Linked DNA regions of Macaca mulatta: region 1 is linked to region 2. The links are chromatin contacts, called in public Hi-C maps. All regions are on one chromosome and are shown on one strand. Each heading gives the region's core, a stretch centred on a gene start, on an enhancer-like site or on the middle of the called end of the contact. The rest is flanking DNA. Distances are from core to core; before and after follow the strand shown.

The links. A called contact is a pair of places that touch in the nucleus more often than the background predicts.
Region 1: a Hi-C map of fetal cortex germinal zone shows a contact between it and region 2, with 5 times the contacts expected there. The contact joins two enhancer-like sites. A contact is called at or near these places in 8 of 14 Hi-C or Micro-C datasets (blood, fetal cortex germinal zone, fetal cortical plate and 4 more).

What each region holds. Positions count from the first base shown.
Region 1 is chr7:124,973,020-124,977,215 of T2T-MMU8v2.0, reverse strand. No RefSeq gene overlaps it. Among named protein-coding and RNA genes, the nearest start is that of GNG2, 76 kb to the left of the region's middle. Within about 2 kb of position 2,380, at least 6 of the 40 cell types and tissues checked have an H3K27ac peak or open chromatin away from gene starts, as enhancers often do.
Region 2 is chr7:124,515,329-124,519,879 of T2T-MMU8v2.0, reverse strand. All of the region lies in intron 3 of LOC106999426 (a long non-coding RNA gene), which reads right to left. Among named protein-coding and RNA genes, the nearest start is that of TMX1, 54 kb to the right of the region's middle. Within about 2 kb of position 3,114, at least 4 of the 40 cell types and tissues checked have an H3K27ac peak or open chromatin away from gene starts, as enhancers often do.

The DNA.
Region 1 (4,196 bases), core at 1,131-3,630, 460 kb before region 2:
CTGGTACAACCACTTTGGGAAAATCGTTTAGCTGTTTGTGAAAAATCTAAACATACACTGATCTAATAATGCAGACATTCAATTTTTAGATTTTTATCCCAAAGAAATGAAAACTTAGGTCTGCTGCAAGTATTTTCACATCACTGTTTATAGAAGCTTTATTCATTCTAGCCCCAAAGTAGAGATAATCTAAATGTCCATCATCAAGAGAATGAATAGTGGCATACCCATGTAAAGACATATGCTCTAACAATAAAATGGAATAATACACAAAACAACATGAATGAATCTCATAATTATGCCAAATAAAGCCAGACAAAAATGTATATATGCTGTATGTTTCCATTTATATAAAATTTGTATAAAATGAAAACTGTAGTGAAAGCAGATCAATGGTTTCCTGGGGATGGCAGCGTGGGGGTGGAGATTGGGGGATTCCAAAGGGGCATGAGGAAATGGATGGGATAAAGGATATGTTCATTATCTTGATTGCGGTGCTGGTCTTATGGGTTTATACTGTCAAACTGATCAAAGATCAAATTTTGTATTTTAAATATGTGCATGCAGTCTATTGTATGTCAATTATACTTCAATAAAGTTGTTTAAGATAAAGGTCTGTCTTCAAGTCACAGTTGTGTAATCTCAAGTGTTTTCACCTCTCTGCACCTGAGTTCCCTCAAGGGTCAAACGAGGAGAATAACACACACCTCACAAGGTTGCTATGCCAGGCGAGATCTTGTAGCAACAACCCCGAAAAAAGCACTAAATCAATGCCATGAAGAGTGTCTTGTCTTCCCTGTAAGGAACTTAATTTTCTGATTGATCCCTCAGCAGAATGGCAGTGTTCCCTCTCTAGGTCATCCCTTTTATCTTCAGAAATCAAAGAACATGACTTTTGAAGCTAGAGTCCTTAGATCTCTTAAATGCCTTTAGAAACAACGTTAGATTGGGAAAAAATGAGAACGCAAAGGAAATTAAAAAGCAACAGCATAAGCATCTGTAGCTTTGTTGAGCACTTGTGAAAACTGGGCTTGCCCTACCTTCAACGGACACAATAAATTTAAGCCATCTGGCCTATGTGTAACCCCTGCACACACACATGAATATACGTATCATATTCATATGATACACAATTATGAAGGGAAAATAATTATAAAAAATAAACCACAGCCGAGCAAGGTGGCTAATGCCTGTAATCCCAGCACTTTGGGAGGCTGAGGCGGGCAGATCACGAGGTCAGGAGTTCAAGACCAGTCTGGTCAACATAATGAAACTCCATCTCTACTAAAAATACAAAAATTAGCCGGGCGTAGTGGTGCATGCCTGTAATCCCATCTACTCCAAAGGCTGAGGCAGGATAATCGCTTGAACTAGGGAGACGGAGGAAGATCGTGCCACTACACTTCAGTTTGGGCAACAGAGTGAGACTTTGTCTTAAATAAATAAATAAATAAAACACATATGCTTTAGAGTCAGACCTCGAATCAGATCCTGACTCACTGACTTCGTGACACCTTGGACAGCTCCCTCAATCGTGCTGAGCCTCAGTTTCCTCACTTGTAGAACACTATCCTGGAGTAAGAAACTGGATAAAACAAACAAAACCATGTAAAATACCTAGGACAGTACCTGGCACAGTGAAACAGCTTTCCTGAGGTAACACCAGATTGTGATCACACTTGAATTCAAACCTCCTGGTCCCAGGTCAATAATTTTTCTATTATCCTCTGTTGCTGGTTTACCTGGGTAGTCTGTGGCAGAGGGGCAATTAGATACCAGGTGTCTTAACTCTCAGTCTGGTGTTGCTGCCACTGCACAAGGTCATTTTTAAAAATCATCACTAATGAGAATCTATTAATTAGGGGGAAATGGTACCTAGAGATGTAATCATACTAGTTGAGGGACCAGGGAAAATCCCTTTGGACCCTATTCCAGTGCTACTAATTACTACCAGGTCAGTCCCCAGTGTGAAACCTGTGTCTCCACTGGCCATTCCCTGTTTGCTACTGTGCCTGCAGCAGAACCCTTTCCAGAACTTTCTACCTGGAAACCGCATCACCCTCCCCCACCCCCGCCACCCCCGCACTGGACTGGGCGGGATGTTGGGAGTACATAATTGTTGTTGTGGCGGCCCTCAACCACAAGATGGCAGCACACGACTCTCTTCTTTCAGAAAAGAAATCTGCAGCAGCGGAATTTTGCAACCCGGCACGTTTCAATTAAGATGAAAATATATTTTTAAAAGTTGCCTCTGTCACCCTTCAAATGGTAAGCATAAACCAAAGAACACAAAAGGAGACTGCTAAGGCATGAGGATTAGGGATGAAGGGAAGACTGGAGTAGACAGACCCTGTAGAGCTGCTTGGAAGCTGTAGGATTTGCCTTCTTGGTATTTGCACAAGGTCTTGTTGCTGCTTTCTTCTTTGTTCACATCCTTGCCAGAGCTCAGAACTCCAAAATGAACTGTTCTAGGGGTCTCTGCCCTTGATCGAGTCTATCTGATCCTTGACCAGGCTTTAAAATTATGAATTCCTCTATATCCATAAAGATGTGTGTGTATTCCTTATTTCTTTTCCCATAATATCAAGGGCACGGGGTTTTTTTGTTGTTGTTTTTTACATGTCTCTGCATGTTCTCTGCTGCTGCACGTCCACTTCAGACATCATTCATTGTTGTGGTTATGCCGATATCAGGAGACAGTGTGGATTTTAATCTCCATCCCACCTCAGACACACCAAGGTCTGAGCTAAAGTAGTCTTGGCTACCCTCAGCACCTCAGGCCCAGGTAGCCCTCTGCTGACAGGTTCTCATCTTCTTTCCAAGTTCTTCCTTTTCACCTGGAATGTAAACACCTCTGAAGGGCAGAGTGGCACCTAAAGCATTTTAAATTCCTTGGGAGCTCATAAATTTTTTTTTTTTTTTTTGAGATGGAGTCTCGCTCTGTCACCCAGGCTGGAGTGCAGTAGTGTGATCTCGGCTCACTGCAAGCTCCGCCTCCTGGGTTCATGCAATTCTCCTTCCTCAGCCTCCCGAGTAGTTGGGATTGCAGGCATGCACCACCACATCTGGCTAAATTTTTTGTTTTTTGTTTTTGTATAGATGGGGTTTCACCATGTTGGCCAGGCTGGTTTCAAACTCCTGACCTAAGGGGATCTGCCTGCCTCGGCCTCCCAAAGTGCTGGGATTACAGACGTGCGCCACCACACCTGACTGATTTTTGTATATTTAGTAGAGTTGGGTTTTACCATGTTGGCCAGGATGGTCTCAAACTTCTAACCTCAAGTGATCCACCAGCTTGGCCTCCCAAATGTGGGGATTTCATAAACCTCATGTTTCAAGCAAAAGAATATTTTGATTACCTAAAGTAACTAGAAGCTCTGCGCTTAAATTGGGAATCACCATCTTTCCCATTAGGTCTTGAGGAAATGTGATACAGATGCATAGACGAATAATCGGAATATAAACACTTGAGGGAGTGGGGAGAGTCGGTTAGTGATGATTCCTAGTGCAGAAGTGAGCAGGCGTTAGCTAGGCTTAGGTGGAGGGGGGCGCTGGGGTGAGGAAAGACATTCTCCTCAGAGAGCAGTACCTGAGGGGTGGAAGTGAGAAACAACAAAATGCAAGCAAGCAACCACAGGTAGCTCTGTCCTGCAAGAGAGTGAAGCGCGGAGGAGAGTCAGTAATGGAGAGGCTCTTGCCATAGGCAATATTGGTCACAGGGTGCCTTGTACGCCATTCCAAATGGCTGGGGCTCCTGCTCTAGGTGATGGATGGTCGCTCAAGGGTTTGACGAAGACAGTTCATATTTCAAACAGATTGCTGAACCCTTAAGGTGGAGGAGATATTTCGGAAGGCCGTTCCTGTAAGTAGGAAAACCACTGGGGGCACTGTTGCAGTAATGCAGGAAGGAGACAAAAGGGGTCAGAGCCAGGGTATGGGACAAGATACAGAGGGGCATTTAGGAGCCCACTCAGGAGGACCCCATCAACTGGTTGGATGTAAAGTGTCAAGGGTGGCTTCAAAGTTTCTAGCTTAAAGAACTGAGGAGATGATGGCATCACCACCTGAAATAGAGACTTTTAAGGAAGAGTTGGTTTAGAAGGGAACCCTGGTGATGAAAATGGTTTTGTGTATGCTGAGACAGAGGTGCTTGGAGGACCTCTAGGTGGGGTGACCAGCAGGCAGGTAGAATACAC
Region 2 (4,551 bases), core at 1,865-4,364:
TACATTCTAGAATAAGTTAAATAGGGCTCCCACACAGTAACCTTGTGCTCTTGTCTTAATGTTCTGGCCGACCCGTGGTTATAACTAAAATGAAAAGGAAAAGAATTCCAACTAAGAATAGGATAATGATGAAATGAATAGTTCTTTCACTTCCTGCAACTTTCTGACTCCTTTCTATTATGTGTCTTAAAGTGAGGGACTCAGAGCTATCCTTCTTAACTACTCACCAACAGTATGTCATGTTACTTTGCTATGATCTTAATGACAATATCCTGCTACATCTCTTTTTTCTCCCTCAATCTGTCTCTTTTTCTCCTCTAATAACCTGGAAGGGGAACCAAATGACCAACTCCTATTTCATTTATCTATACTAATACCACAACTTTGAGTTTACGATAAATTTCCTTCCTCTAATTTTTTATCATAATTCCCCATAATAACTTTATTGAGTAGTAGAGAGGGGGAGAGACTATGAATTTGTGGATGATGTAACTAGGACAAAAAAGAGTTGGTGGGAAAACCAATACTAGCACTTAGCCTCCCAAACTTGTGTTTCTTAATCTCTGTTTTTTGTTTGTTTGTTTGAGACGGAGTCTCTCTCTGTTGCCCAGGCTGGAGTGCAGCCGGGGGATCTCAGCTCACTGCAAACTCCGCCTCCCGGGTTCCCGCCATTCTCCTGCCTCAGCCTCCTGAGCAGTTGGGGCTACCGGTGCCCACCACCACACCCGGCTAATGTTTTTGTATTTTTAGTAGAGATGGGGTTTCACCATGTTAGCCAGGATGGTCTCGATCTCCTGACCTCATGATCCGCCCACCTCGGCCTCCCAAAGTGCTGGGATTACAGGCGTGAGCCACCACACCCGGCCTGTTCCCTGATTTTAAGACCCCTTTGGGAAGAGCTGTCCCACAAACAGAAGAAACTGTTACTGAGATCCCCAAAAGAATCTCTCATCACAAGCTAACCTTCTGGATGGGAGGAATGTATTGTGGATTCCTAAAAGTTGAAGCCTGCTTATATACGTTCAATTTAGTAAGTACTCCTAAAAAGACTGTACGCAAAGCTTGCCAGGCAGGGTACTGTCGGGTATTCCAGGAGGAAAGTCATAGCCCTGGCCTACCCTGCCTCATAATCTAGAGTTGTTCTCAATTCTGGGATGGGGGAAGAGGCAGGGAGGAGCACTTCATCTTGTCAATCAGATTACATTTTTACATTTACAGGCCCCAGAAAATTGTTCCAGATCCCTCCCCAACAACACACACACACATGCAGGATATTGCAAATCATTTCTTGGGATTGATACAGTTCCTGGACATTAGAGGAGTAGCTCACATCTGCACCCCATAATATTGAGTCATGAAACTCACACAGATGAGCTTTTTCTCATGGTTAGAGCCACCCAAGTACAAAGAGACCAAGCTAGTCAAATAGTTTCAGGAGGAAGCAATAGCCGCCCTTGGTGTTGAGGTTTTCTTAATTAATATCTGAAAAAGAAATTCCTTGATCCTTCCCTCAGACCCAGTGTTTTGTGAGGCCTTCCTTCCTGGCAGGGTTGACGGTGAATATCCTCCAGAATGCACAGCTGGCCAGGGCACTTTTGAATAATCCACGGCCTTCCCTGAGGGGCCCGCTCATGATACCCCCCGCTCCCTGCATACCCTGCCCTGTGCTCCACTCATCTCTTCACAGCTCCTGGCCAAGACGCTGGGGCCTCAGATTGCCTTCTGAGCCCTCAGAAAGGAGTGCTCCTCTTAAAGAGGTCAGGGGACCCCACTCCCCAGAAAAATCTCTGGCCAGGGATATGGCTACAGAGTTTCTGGCATTTGTGAGTTGGCGAGTGGTCAGGGAGTTTCCAGTCTTTTACTACTCTCGAAAAGCAACCCGATTTTTCATTTGAAGTCAGGATGTTGAAGTGTCACTGAATCGCTGGGGACGGACATCTGGGATCGGAGCCTTGTCTTGGTGGAGCCAGAGTCTCCGTATCACTTAAGGACACAGAAATCCTGGCTTCTTTCCCACATTAACTTGTGAATACGAATATGAAGATTTTTATCCGATTTCCCATATCTTCTCTTAGAAAAGGGGACAGAGTTCCAGTTCTAGAGCCACAAAGGATCTGTTGAAACTCTGGCATTGCAGCCACTTTCTTGTGTTTATTCTTCTTCTTCTCTGGATGGCAGTGTTTCAAGGCCCGGCAGGGGAAGCTCATGTGGCCTCATTTAAATTATTACTACTATGAATTATAATATATAGTGCTTTTTAGTTAAAAGGGTTTTTATCTTTATTATTTTAACCTAATCTTCATTTGACCTCCCCACTAATTCCGTAGTGTATCAGCTGTGGTCCCAGCAGGGATTCGACGGCACATTCAAAGAGTTTAATTGAAAATTGTTTAAAGAAGGGACTATTTACAGAGATGGATCAGTCAGAGTCCAATCAGGAAAATAAAAACTGTGCCGATTATTTTAATAAGGCAATTAAATTCAACACCTAAATAAAGGATTGGAGATCTTTGTATGAAGTATCTAAAGTAGTCAATTCATAGAGACAGAGAGTAGAATGGTGGTCATCAGGGGCTGGGGGATGGGAAATGGGGAGATATTTCAAGGGTAGAGAGTTTCAGTTTTGTAACATGAAAAAGTTCTGGAGATTAGAGGCACAACAATGTGAAGCTACTTAACACCACTGAACTGCGCACTTAAAAAGTTTAAGATGGTAAATTTTATGTTTTTCACAACAAAAAGAAAAAAAGAAAGGGGTTGGAGATCTGAATATGTGAAAGGAATCATAAAGGTAACACAGAAAAGCAACTGTGAAGGATAGGCTAGCACCACTTGGGCCAGGGAACAAAGGGAAGAGCTCAGTGTTGTCACCCAGAAGCTCGGAGCAGGGTGGCAGATCTGGGCCGGAGGCCTCTGAAGAGGGGCTGCCTGGTTGTTACAGGTGCTTGAGAGCAAGCACAAGCACGGCCGTGAGAGTGCCAGAAAAACACAGAAGGCTGCATCCCAAGGCTGCTGTGGGAAGGATGGCTGCTGAGCAGACTCTAAGAGGAAGCGCAAGCAAAGGAGGAATGGGTCCCTGCTCCTCCCTCCAGTCTTGCAGGCTCCCTGCAGCACCCTGTATTGGCAGAACTGACAGAGAGCTGCTGACAAAGAGGGATGTCTTTTGGAACATCACAGCCCAGTACCAAAAATCAGGGCATAAAAAAGGGTGGTGAGGAGCTGAGCAACATCAGCTTAGTAATGAGCAGGGTAAAGGGAATGGTAAAACAACCAGCAACCAGGAATGGCAGGGAACAATTATTGCCCCTAAGTCTAAGGGGCAAGAAGAAGGGATGATATTATGGGAATCTTGTCAGGGCCATTAGGGACATGGCTGTGGGAGAGGGGCTGCCAGCAGGATCTGTGTCCATCTGCCTAACCCCCAGCCAAGCAAGGAGGGAAGCGGTCAGAGGTGGGGGAAGAAACCCCTGACTTCTTTCTCTCTTCCTACCTGCTGGTCACCATAGCTTAAGAAGGAATGTTTAACATATATTTAATCAAAATGGGACCTACTATATGCCTTTATCTGCATCTTCATCTCCCCATCTAAGGATGATAGTGACAATAAAACTGAAATCCCTCTAAGTTAATATATTTCAATTCATTCCTTCTCAACAGTTTAGCAGTAACTTGGCATGAACAAAATTTGCTTTTAAGCATGAAAAATTGATGATTTTTACCAAATTTATTGAAAGCCTAACATGCCATTAAAATACTTGGAACTGATTTTTACAAATACTAGGAATATAAAAAGCAGATTAAATGTTTATCACCTGCTTCTCTTGCTGATAGTTGAAAAACTGCTTTGGATTCAAGTTCTCTAAAATGGGAATGACCATAATACACATCACACAGGATTGTAGTAAGGATGAAATGAGAAAAAAACAGGTGAAAGCACTGTGGAAAGGGGGGTTTTTATTTTCTGTTACCTTCAGCTTTCCCTGGGTCTGGGTGTTCTTTAAAGCAGGGGTCCCCAACTCCCAGGTCACGGACCGGTACTGGTCCTGTTGGAAACCAAGCTACACAGCAGGAAATGAGTGGCAAGCCAGCGAGGCTTCATCTGTATTTACAGTCACTCCCCATTACTCATATTACCACCTGAGCTCCAGCCTCCTGTCAGATCAGCGGCGACACTAGATTCTCATAGAAGCATGAACCCTATTGTCAACTGCGCATGTGAGGGATCCAGGTTGCACGCTGCTTAGAAGAATCAAATGCCTGATAACCTAAGGTGGTGATGCTAGCGCTGTGCGGTGGCTGCAAATACAGATCAACATTGGCAGAGAGGTTTGACTGCACAGAGACCATAATAAATCAACTGCTTGAAGACTCATATCAAGTCAGTGAGTGGCAAGTGACAATTAAGCTGCATCTGGTGGCAGACTTTATAGCAGCAAATGAGTCGATGTCCTTCAAGTGTACAACTGCATGTGGTGGCCTTAAAAGCACGTTTGAGACAACTTCAAATCTCCCTATGTTTTTGATTAAAGTCAAGGTGGAATGTCCTGAGAC